2 separate regions of the Mus musculus genome follow, and region 1 is linked to region 2. A link is a contact called in public promoter capture Hi-C data. All regions are on one chromosome and are shown on one strand. Each heading gives the region's core, a stretch centred on a gene start, on an enhancer-like site or on the middle of the called end of the contact. The rest is flanking DNA. Distances are from core to core; before and after follow the strand shown. Region 1 overlaps Srrm4 (serine/arginine repetitive matrix 4). Region 2 holds the start of Tmem233 (transmembrane protein 233).

Region 1 (4,300 bases), core at 432-2,931, 430 kb after region 2:
GGGAAGGTGGGCCAGGTCTATTTTTAGCCACCGCTGATATTCTGTGACAGCTGTCACTCTCTTATCAAATAAACCTGGGTGTTGCTTGAGTTTGGAGTGAATGCATGGTAAGGAATAGAACCCTGTTTGTTTAAAAGGGTGTTTAGGGCGAGCACTAAGGACCAAGGCTTGCGGTCACCTCTCACAGAACTCTTACAACTCTTTCTAGGAAGGTGTCACCTCTACTCTCTTCACAAGTCTGCCAGAAAGGCTCTATCATTGGCACCCATTCTGCAGATGAAAACACTGAGGTTTACTGCAGCCAAAGCTTCCCAGTTAGTGAGCAGCATGAGATCCAATGCTGACGAGTTTGACCATGCACCCCAGGCTTCCAGACTCATTTGACTTGTAGACCTCAAGAGCTGTGTTTATACAAAGGGACAGCTGCCTCTTCCAACCCCTCTCTGGGAATGAGTGATCAGCCACACCCATCTGCTAATATCTCACTAAGACTCAGTCATCCACTCATCCGGTGATTTCTGAGTGTCTGCCGGACGAGGGTTGCTGGTGAGATATCAGGAAAGGAAAGCTCTGAGCCTCGTTCCTAAGAGTGATGGGGTGGACGCAGACAAGACCAGCGCTGGAAAGTAGTCACCATGGCAACCACATAGCTGAAACTCCTGCACTCTTGCCATATGCCAAGAGGGCAGACATTAGAAGATGTGATTCTCTTCTCCTCAAGTTCCGAACCCAGAAGAATCCAGTTTACCATGGAAAATTCTCAAGACACCCGCTCGTTACCTCCCAGGGCTGACAGTAGACTGAGGAAAGACTAGAGGGAATTCTCTGGAACACTGAACATATTTTCCACTTGGGGTGTTGTCTTCAGGGTGTCTGTATTTGGGAGGTCATTAGATATATGTGTCTCACTGGATTAAAAAAAAAAAACCCTTTCTGAAAGACTTTGGGCAACTATGAGAAAACAAATGGAGCTTACATGGGTAACATGTAATTTCCTCTGAGTTAAAACGTTCCATCTTGGAGGGAATCCTTCCGGGAAGTTGAAACTTTTTATCCATCAAAAAAGCCCAGCAGGCCCATGAAGAAAACAATTCAAAGGCTTCAGGAAGTCCCTGAAACTGACCAGACTCACGAGGCCCCTCCCTTCCCAAGAAAATAACAAGTAACGATGACTCTCAGAGCAGCTGAGCTGCCGGGATGAGGAAGAGACTAACCGACCTGTCTGGAAGAGACTCAGACCAACTAATTTACTTGCAAAAGATACTTTCCAAGCTGTCAAGCTGCCTGCAGGCAGTGCAGTGGGCTCCAGGTCTCTGGCTTTGATGAGCTGTCACGCATGCTGGGATTTGGGTGATGCAGTCATCTCTGAGTCATATCTGTTCCTGTACGTAACCCCTCACCCATATTCCTAAAGTAACTCCCAAAACCTCATTGGCTCACCAACTGTACTTTGTTAATGTTTTGATCTGTTGTGGAATGTTCATGGCTCCCAGGAATAATATCACAAATAGTCACTAGGCATGTTTCAGGGCCTTATGACTAAAAACACGTTACAGACTGTGAGTTGAGGATTCCATGCTTGGAGGAGGAGAAATGTGTGCGTGGTTGATGCGTCATGCCACAGCGCGATATCATCTACCCTGGAGGCTCCCTCCCAGTCCTGGGGATGACTCCCGCAAGCCTCCTGAGGGAAGTGCTAGCCAAGCACTCTGCAGCATGGGCTCACAGCCCATTCCATGCTCACTGCAGTATCCTTTGCCTCTGTTTCACCTGGGAAGCTCTGATACAAAGACCTCGTGGGCTTTGACATAGCTGAACTCAGGGTGATGTTCCCAAGATGCTCCACTCATCTCTTGCCCCGTGTTCCCATTCCAGGCGCGCGAGAGATACAGGGTGAGTCCAGTCTGACTCTCCTGGCACAGTGGAAGGTTCTGCAAGAGTATGAATGTAAGCAACAGCCTAACCATTCATCATGCTTTTAGGAATCTGGAGAGTGGGATTCACCACGATGACTCGAGGGGAACAATACCTATGTGTTTGCCCATCTGTAGATGTAGAGGTGGCCCCCACCTCCCCACACAAAACAACTTGGGAGAGTTCTGTTTGAAGCAGGGCATGGCCATGTGGGAACCTGAACACTCAAGCTTCTTATTCCTCATGTGAGCTCTGAGGTGCACCCTCAGAACTGTTAGGAGTCTGGAGACACAGATGGACCCCAAGACTCCCCAGCTCTGAAATCCAAGGAGTTGCTAAGTCAGGCTGAGTCTGGTTTGTTCCTAACCAGTCCTTCTTGCTTACAGCCGTGCTAAGCCCAATAGAGAGACGTTGAGCAGACAGGTGTTGGCAGTCAATTAATTTAGGGAGCAGACATATTTTTCTCCTGTGTGAAGAAACTTTTAGAAGGATTGTATCTGAAGATCCATTTTATGTACACTGCAGCAGACTTCCCCCAAACTCCACCTCATTGGGAAGATTTACTGCTCAGACACTGCGCCAACGCCCCACCCCCAGCCCCTGGAACTTAAAGTTTTAACAAGAATCAAGATTGAAGATGGGGGTGTTTGGGATGGGGTGTGCACTTCTCTTTCCAGGCAGCTATTTTATATGCTACATCTGGGGGTGCCGCTCCTGGTTTACCTCGGTCCCTCCCTGGTTCATTTCATCTGCTTGTGGAATCTCTATAGCCATGCTAAGGGTAAGCTTTGTGATTCCTTGGTTTAAAAGATCAATTTCTTCTCTTGTTCTCATAAAATATGAAAATGTACAGATCTCACCTTGGCTGGGGTCACACTCGACCATGACTTAAATGGTCTGAGAAATGTGGGCAGCCTTATAAATATAGGCGCCATAGAAGAAATGAACTGACCTCTATGCAGATGATGCAGGAATGTGCAATCTGTCACTGTTCTGTGCGACTAGATGGGGACCAAGAGGAGATATGAATCTCATTGGCTAGGGATGTGTTCCAAGAACTGTCATACAAGTTAGCACCCCATATCATCTTGTACACAGGAACCATGTTGCCAACCATCAGAGAGTTCTCTATTCCCAGGTCCCCAAATGTTGGCTGAGCCTTGCTCAACTTTAGAGGGCACTAGGAGACTGCCACCGTGCCTTCAGCTACTGACTATTTTTAATCATCTAAGCTTAGTTTCCCCACATGTGTCTGCGGCTCAAGCAGTCTGGGCTACTTCAGAACCAGAGATGAAAGGCCTTCCTATCAATACTGATTCCTCAGCCCTATTGTGCTCTGGTGTTTACCACAGATGCCCCCAATTCCAAGTTATCCAGTGATACTGAGAAAGGTATGAGCATACCCAGAATAATAGGTATACTTAGAGAAAGAGATTCTGATCTAAGAGCATCCTGGCAGAGGATGTACGCAGGCACGTACAGAGCGTGCGTGCATGCGTGCGTGCGTCCATGCGTGCGGGCCAGCGAGTGTTTGTGCTGCATGAGTGGGAGCATGCGTGTATGCGGGGGTGGGGGGAAGCGTCCATGGATGCGGGCCAGCGAGTGTACGACCTGCTGCATGAGCGCGAGTGTGTGTGCATGCGTGCGTGTGTACGTATATATTTACGTTTGTGCGTGCGAGCGATGTTGCATGTGCCATGCTGCAGGTGTGGTAGTCAGAGGACAATTTGTGAGTCAGCTCCCTTCTTCTATCATGTGGGGCCCAGGAATTGAACTCAGGCTGTCAGACATGGGTGGCAGGTACCAGCAGCTATATTTATGGGGAGCTCTGTGGGGGCTCTCCATGCCCAGCCAGCCATGGGTGGGAACAAGCTCAGGAGGTCTCTTTCTTCCACCTGCTCTGCCTTGTTGTCCCCTAAACGTTGACTCCTCTGCTATTTGGGACACTCTCCTGCTTCTATTTTTATTTCACCTTGAACTTCCCTCAAGGATAGCTCCCGAAGCCCCATAGCTCTTTCCCTGATTTTGCCTCTCAGATATTTGCAATTATTTCCTTTGCTCCTTTTTTAAAAAGGCACAGACACCCCCCAAATTCCAACTTATCCAGTGCTATCAAGAAAGGTATGAACATACCCCTTTGAGAAAGAGCCTTAAATATGAACCAAAGACACCTAGATCATCCATCTTCTCGCTCCCCACCTCAGTGACTATTTCTGGCAGCTCCTTCCACACTCCAGACCTTGTTTGCTTTTCCTATTAGCCCCCCTCCTTTCTGTTTCTTCACCTCCACTTTTGGATCAATTAACAGGAACAAACTCAGCTATATCTCAGGGCTTCGGATATCAGCAGCAGTGCCCAGCACCCCCATGGCAGGGGACTGGGAAGT
Region 2 (4,204 bases), core at 1,604-4,103:
TACATACAAACCGGGGTAGGCGCTCTTCCCATTGCATGCACAAACAAATAATAAGACTAAAATTAAGTCAAAACCCCAAACCAAAGTAAACAACAGTAAGGCACCCCAACATCCCTTCCCAGCTCTTCAGATGACCAACGAAAGCTTTAAATAACAAACCAAACCAAAACCAACCACCCAACCAAACCAACCAACCAACCAAAAAAAAAAAAAAAAAAAAAAAAACGTGCTAAACTTTCCCAAAGCTTTCTGTGTCTGACAGTCAGATGGGGGTCAGGCTATAAAACCACCAAGAAAAGTTTGGGGAATGAGGGGATTAGGTAGAGGGACTTCTACCAGAAGCCCCCTCCCCCAGGCCACCCTAGGCTGTGCCACCACCAGCTAGAGTGGTGACTGATTTAGTACCAGTGAGATGGAAAGCAATCAGGACTGCTTTTTCCTAAGTAGCACTCACTGGCTGGGGAAGGGCAAACTAGCTTGCTTCATGGATAAACGGGGGATGGAATGTAGGCACTGGTGCCAGCTTGTGACTCTGCTGCTGGGAGAGCCTGGCAGCCCACGACTCCTCTAGTCTCTCTGAAGATAAAAACAAACCCGAGATCAGATACTTGGAGAGGAAGGAAGTGCGGAAGCCTGCTGGTCAGTCTTACAGAAACTGGTACGATAACTTCAGCTTCCGGGGCTTTGAAACAAGAGCAACCTGGTCAGGTGAAGCCATCACCCCTTCCTTCATGCATGCACTCATTTCATAATATTTCCTACGATTATCCAGGCTTCTAAGATTATATGATTCTCCTGTGGCTGCTTCTGCAGCACCCAGTAATAAACACAGCAAATATCTCTGTCCTCATAGAGTCTGTTGTCTGTGTAATGAGGGGACAAAGATAACAGAATGTATTAAAAAGTAAAACGAGGTGGCCCAGCCAGCAAAGACACCTGATGTGCAAGCCTGGTGGCCCAAGATCCACGAGAAACTTGCAGAAAGGTGGGAGATGACAGAGTTGTCCTCTGACCTCCCCTCCTGTGCTGTTGGTGTGCCCCCAAGTAAAAACTTAAAAAGTCTTTGAAGTATGTTGTACTGAAAGCAACAGGGAAGGGTGTCTACAGCTTGGGAAAGGCTTTGGTTTTAAACTTTTAAACAGGTCTGATGAAATGACATTTGAACAAAGAAATGTATTATTATTTATTATCATTACTATTATTACTGTTACTACGATGCTGACCATCATTCTTGGCACATCACAGTTATCTCATTAATACTTAAAAACTCCCAGAAATATAGCCACGACAATTCCCATTTTCCAAAGAAAACCGAGGTTCAGAGATCTGCACTGATTTCTAGACACCACAGGGCTCACAAGTGGTAGGACTGGGATTTGAGCCAAGGGTTGCGCGCTTGCATGCTGGTACAGAGAGCCAGGTTTGGGGAAGGGCGCTGAATGGGTGCAAACAGAATCTCTGCTGCTGTACTCAGGAGAGGTTTTACCAGTAGGCTAAAGTACCTGCAGGCTTAGGAAGGAGACCTGTCTTTGGTGGGAGGTGCATTAGTTAGCTGCAGGAGAGGTGGGCCTTGGGGGAGGGAGCACACGACTTCTGCAACTGCTGCTGGGGTTGTCCCAGGGCAGTGTCTTGTGTGAATTTCACCCTGCCACCATGGCAGGACCAGCTGCTCCAGTCAATAAGGGTGGGTCTGGTTCCTGGGAACATTGAAGAGGGCGTCAGAGCAGAGTCCCAGGGCTCCATAGAGGAATCCCCCCAATGCACTGGCTGGAGACCCTGGGGTAGGACCGAGTGGTAGAAAGGGGGATCGTGGGAAAGTTGGACTAGATCCGTGTGCAGCAAAGTGGGGACAGATTAGGACAAACTGAGGGAAAGAGCAAGCAGGCTTTTTTCCCTTTTATAAGAAGCACGGGATACAATCAAGAAAGTCCTCCGGAGGTGTCCTGCGTGATAGCCTGCGCAGAGCTGGAAAACGGGTGTCAGAGAGAGCCAAGGTAGGGGGCGCTGGGTGTACCAAGAAACAGGAAGGAACTTTGACCCTAGGGAAAGAAAACATGCTGTGTGGGGGTGTGGAGGGGTGGGCAAGCTCAGAGAGGAGCTGTGGGAATCTCCAAGAGTGAAGGAGGCAGTGCCCAACGCACTGCAGAGAAAGAACTTGCAAACATAGAGGCAGCTTTAGGCACTGGAGGGCAGGGGCACCCAGTGTGGCCCTGGGATACAACGGGACACAGAGCCTGCAAGCTCAGAGCATGGGGGTGTAGTGTGACTTGCCAGGGCTAGCGCGTTGAGGTCCTGGGTAAGCAATGGGACTAGGAGAAGCCGCAAAGTCCAGAGAACTTGGAGTGGGAGCGTCCGGAGCAAAGAAGCACAAAGTTGGTCTGGGGAAAGCTTGGTTAGTGCTGTGCAGCTGAGCACTGATGGGTCCTGGGCAAGAAGCATGGGCGATGAGAGGCAGAGCCGCCCCCGCATCTCTCCTTTGCAGCTGCTTTTGGTCCCAACCCAACTCACCATGATGGAGAAGACCAAAGCCACGATGTTGACCGGGTACGCTGGGCAGAAACACGAGATAATGGTGAGCCATAGATAGTTACTGGGGGCAGGTATGTCCTCCTCGGTCTTGTCATCTTCTGTATAGGCTTCCGGGCTGCTGCTGTCCAAAGCTCCTTTTGAGTCTGAGCGGGAAGCATACTGAGACATGGGCGAAGTCGGTGACACCGGGAGGGATGAGGAGCGCACGGTTCGTGCAGCCTGGGGCTCTGGCTGTCGACTCATGGCTTGCAGAGGCTCTGAAAAGCTTTCTGCTCCGGGCTCAAGGGAGATGAGACTTCACTACTCCTGCGTAGGTCAGTCCTCTGCCTGCACGCGGCTGGGCTCAGGGACTTAGGCCAAGAGGCGGGGAGCCTCTCTACAAGAGGGAGGGAGGGAGAAAGCGAGTGGGGGAGGAGGAGGAGGGAGCCTGTCACCCGGGGAGGCACAGGAACAGCTGATCCCTCACACCTAGAGACCCTTCTGGGGATGCATGGACCAACTCGCACTGAAAAGTTTGCAAGAAAGGGCGCAGGTAAGGAGGGAGCAAGGCCTTTTAAGTTTTCAATGGGCTGCAAAGGACCTTATCACCGAATCATTAGAAGGAATGAGATTCCCTCTCTATCCAGCTGTTAAAACACTTTATATACACTTCTTTCACTTCCCAGGAGACTGAAATCTCTCTACTTCATAGCCCACGAGAAGACTCTCAGGTAGTTTTGGCTGGTGCGAGCATCCTGGACAGAGAGATGGGATAAAAAGAGAGAGGGGAATTCACTTTAGCCCTGGGGCAAAGAAAGCAGTTATTGTTGGGATGTCAACTATCCCTAAGAAATCAAAACAGAGATGCTCTGCCCAGATGGAGCTTGGTTACAGGAAAGAAAGTCCCCATCACTTTACCCAGTTTCTACATTTGTCCCGCTCCATGCCTCCCCTGGACGTTGCAAGGAGAGCACATTAAATCAGCAAATCTATGTGCTCAATAAATGTTACCTGTTTTCAGGATTCTGGTTTCTTAGAATAGGAACTTAGAGTTAGGAATAGGATTGCTGGGATTTGAACTCAGGACCTTCAGAAGAGTAGTCGGTGCTCTTAGCCGCTGAGCCATCTTGCCAGCCCGGAGTCTTACTTTTCCAGCTCACCAACTGCACCATCAACTTTAACCCACTAGTATCAGCTAAGGGAACACAAACAAACAAAGAAGTTGTTGCCTCGCCCAGACCACTGCCCAGTTTACCAGATTTACCAAACATTGAATGAGTGACTCCTGTATGCACACAATGAATTCTTTAAGTTACCAACTTGTTTAATCCCTACAGCTTGATAAAAGACGTGTGTGTGTGTGTGTGTGTGTGTGTGTGTGTGTGTGTGTGTGTGTGTGTCTATGTGTCTGGTGTCCGCCTATGTGTATGTATGTATGCCTGTGTGAGTACAAGCAGAGGCAGTTAGATCCCTTGGGGCTGGAGCCATAGGTGGCTGTGAGCTGCCTGATGTGGGTGCTGGGAACAGAACTGGGGTCCCCTGCCCGAGCAACAAGTGCTCGAAACTGCTGGAACTTCTCCTCAGCTTCAGTTCCCGTGCCCTCTGTTAGCTAGATGGTGAGGTGTCCATTTCACAAATGTGGAAATTTAGGATGACTTAGGTAAGAAGTCTCGAGTAGGGTCTAGGCAGAGGTGCA

What was found. Promoter capture Hi-C pulls out the DNA fragments that hold promoters and counts their contacts.
Region 1: a promoter capture Hi-C map of trophoblast stem cells shows a contact between it and region 2, with 4 times the contacts expected there. The contact joins the enhancer-like site here to the promoter of Tmem233 in region 2. A contact is called at or near these places in 11 of 39 promoter capture datasets (the 3T3-L1 cell line, 3T3-L1-derived adipocytes, the SN4741 cell line and 7 more), 1 of 115 datasets of contacts at active chromatin or transcription factors (astrocytes) and 1 of 9 other capture datasets (embryonic stem cells).

The regions. Positions count from the first base shown.
Region 1 is chr5:116,507,445-116,511,744 of GRCm38.p6, forward strand. The region is part of intron 1 of Srrm4 (serine/arginine repetitive matrix 4); the gene reads right to left. Among named protein-coding and RNA genes, the nearest start is that of Srrm4os, 71 kb to the left of the region's middle. Within about 2 kb of position 1,682, at least 3 of the 459 cell types and tissues checked have an H3K27ac peak or open chromatin away from gene starts, as enhancers often do. A contact at or near this core is called in trophoblast stem cells, where this site is marked.
Region 2 is chr5:116,080,414-116,084,617 of GRCm38.p6, forward strand. Tmem233 (transmembrane protein 233) reads right to left here and starts at 2,854. Exons shown (of 3, transcript NM_001101546.2): 1 at 2,509-2,854. The coding sequence starts at 2,697.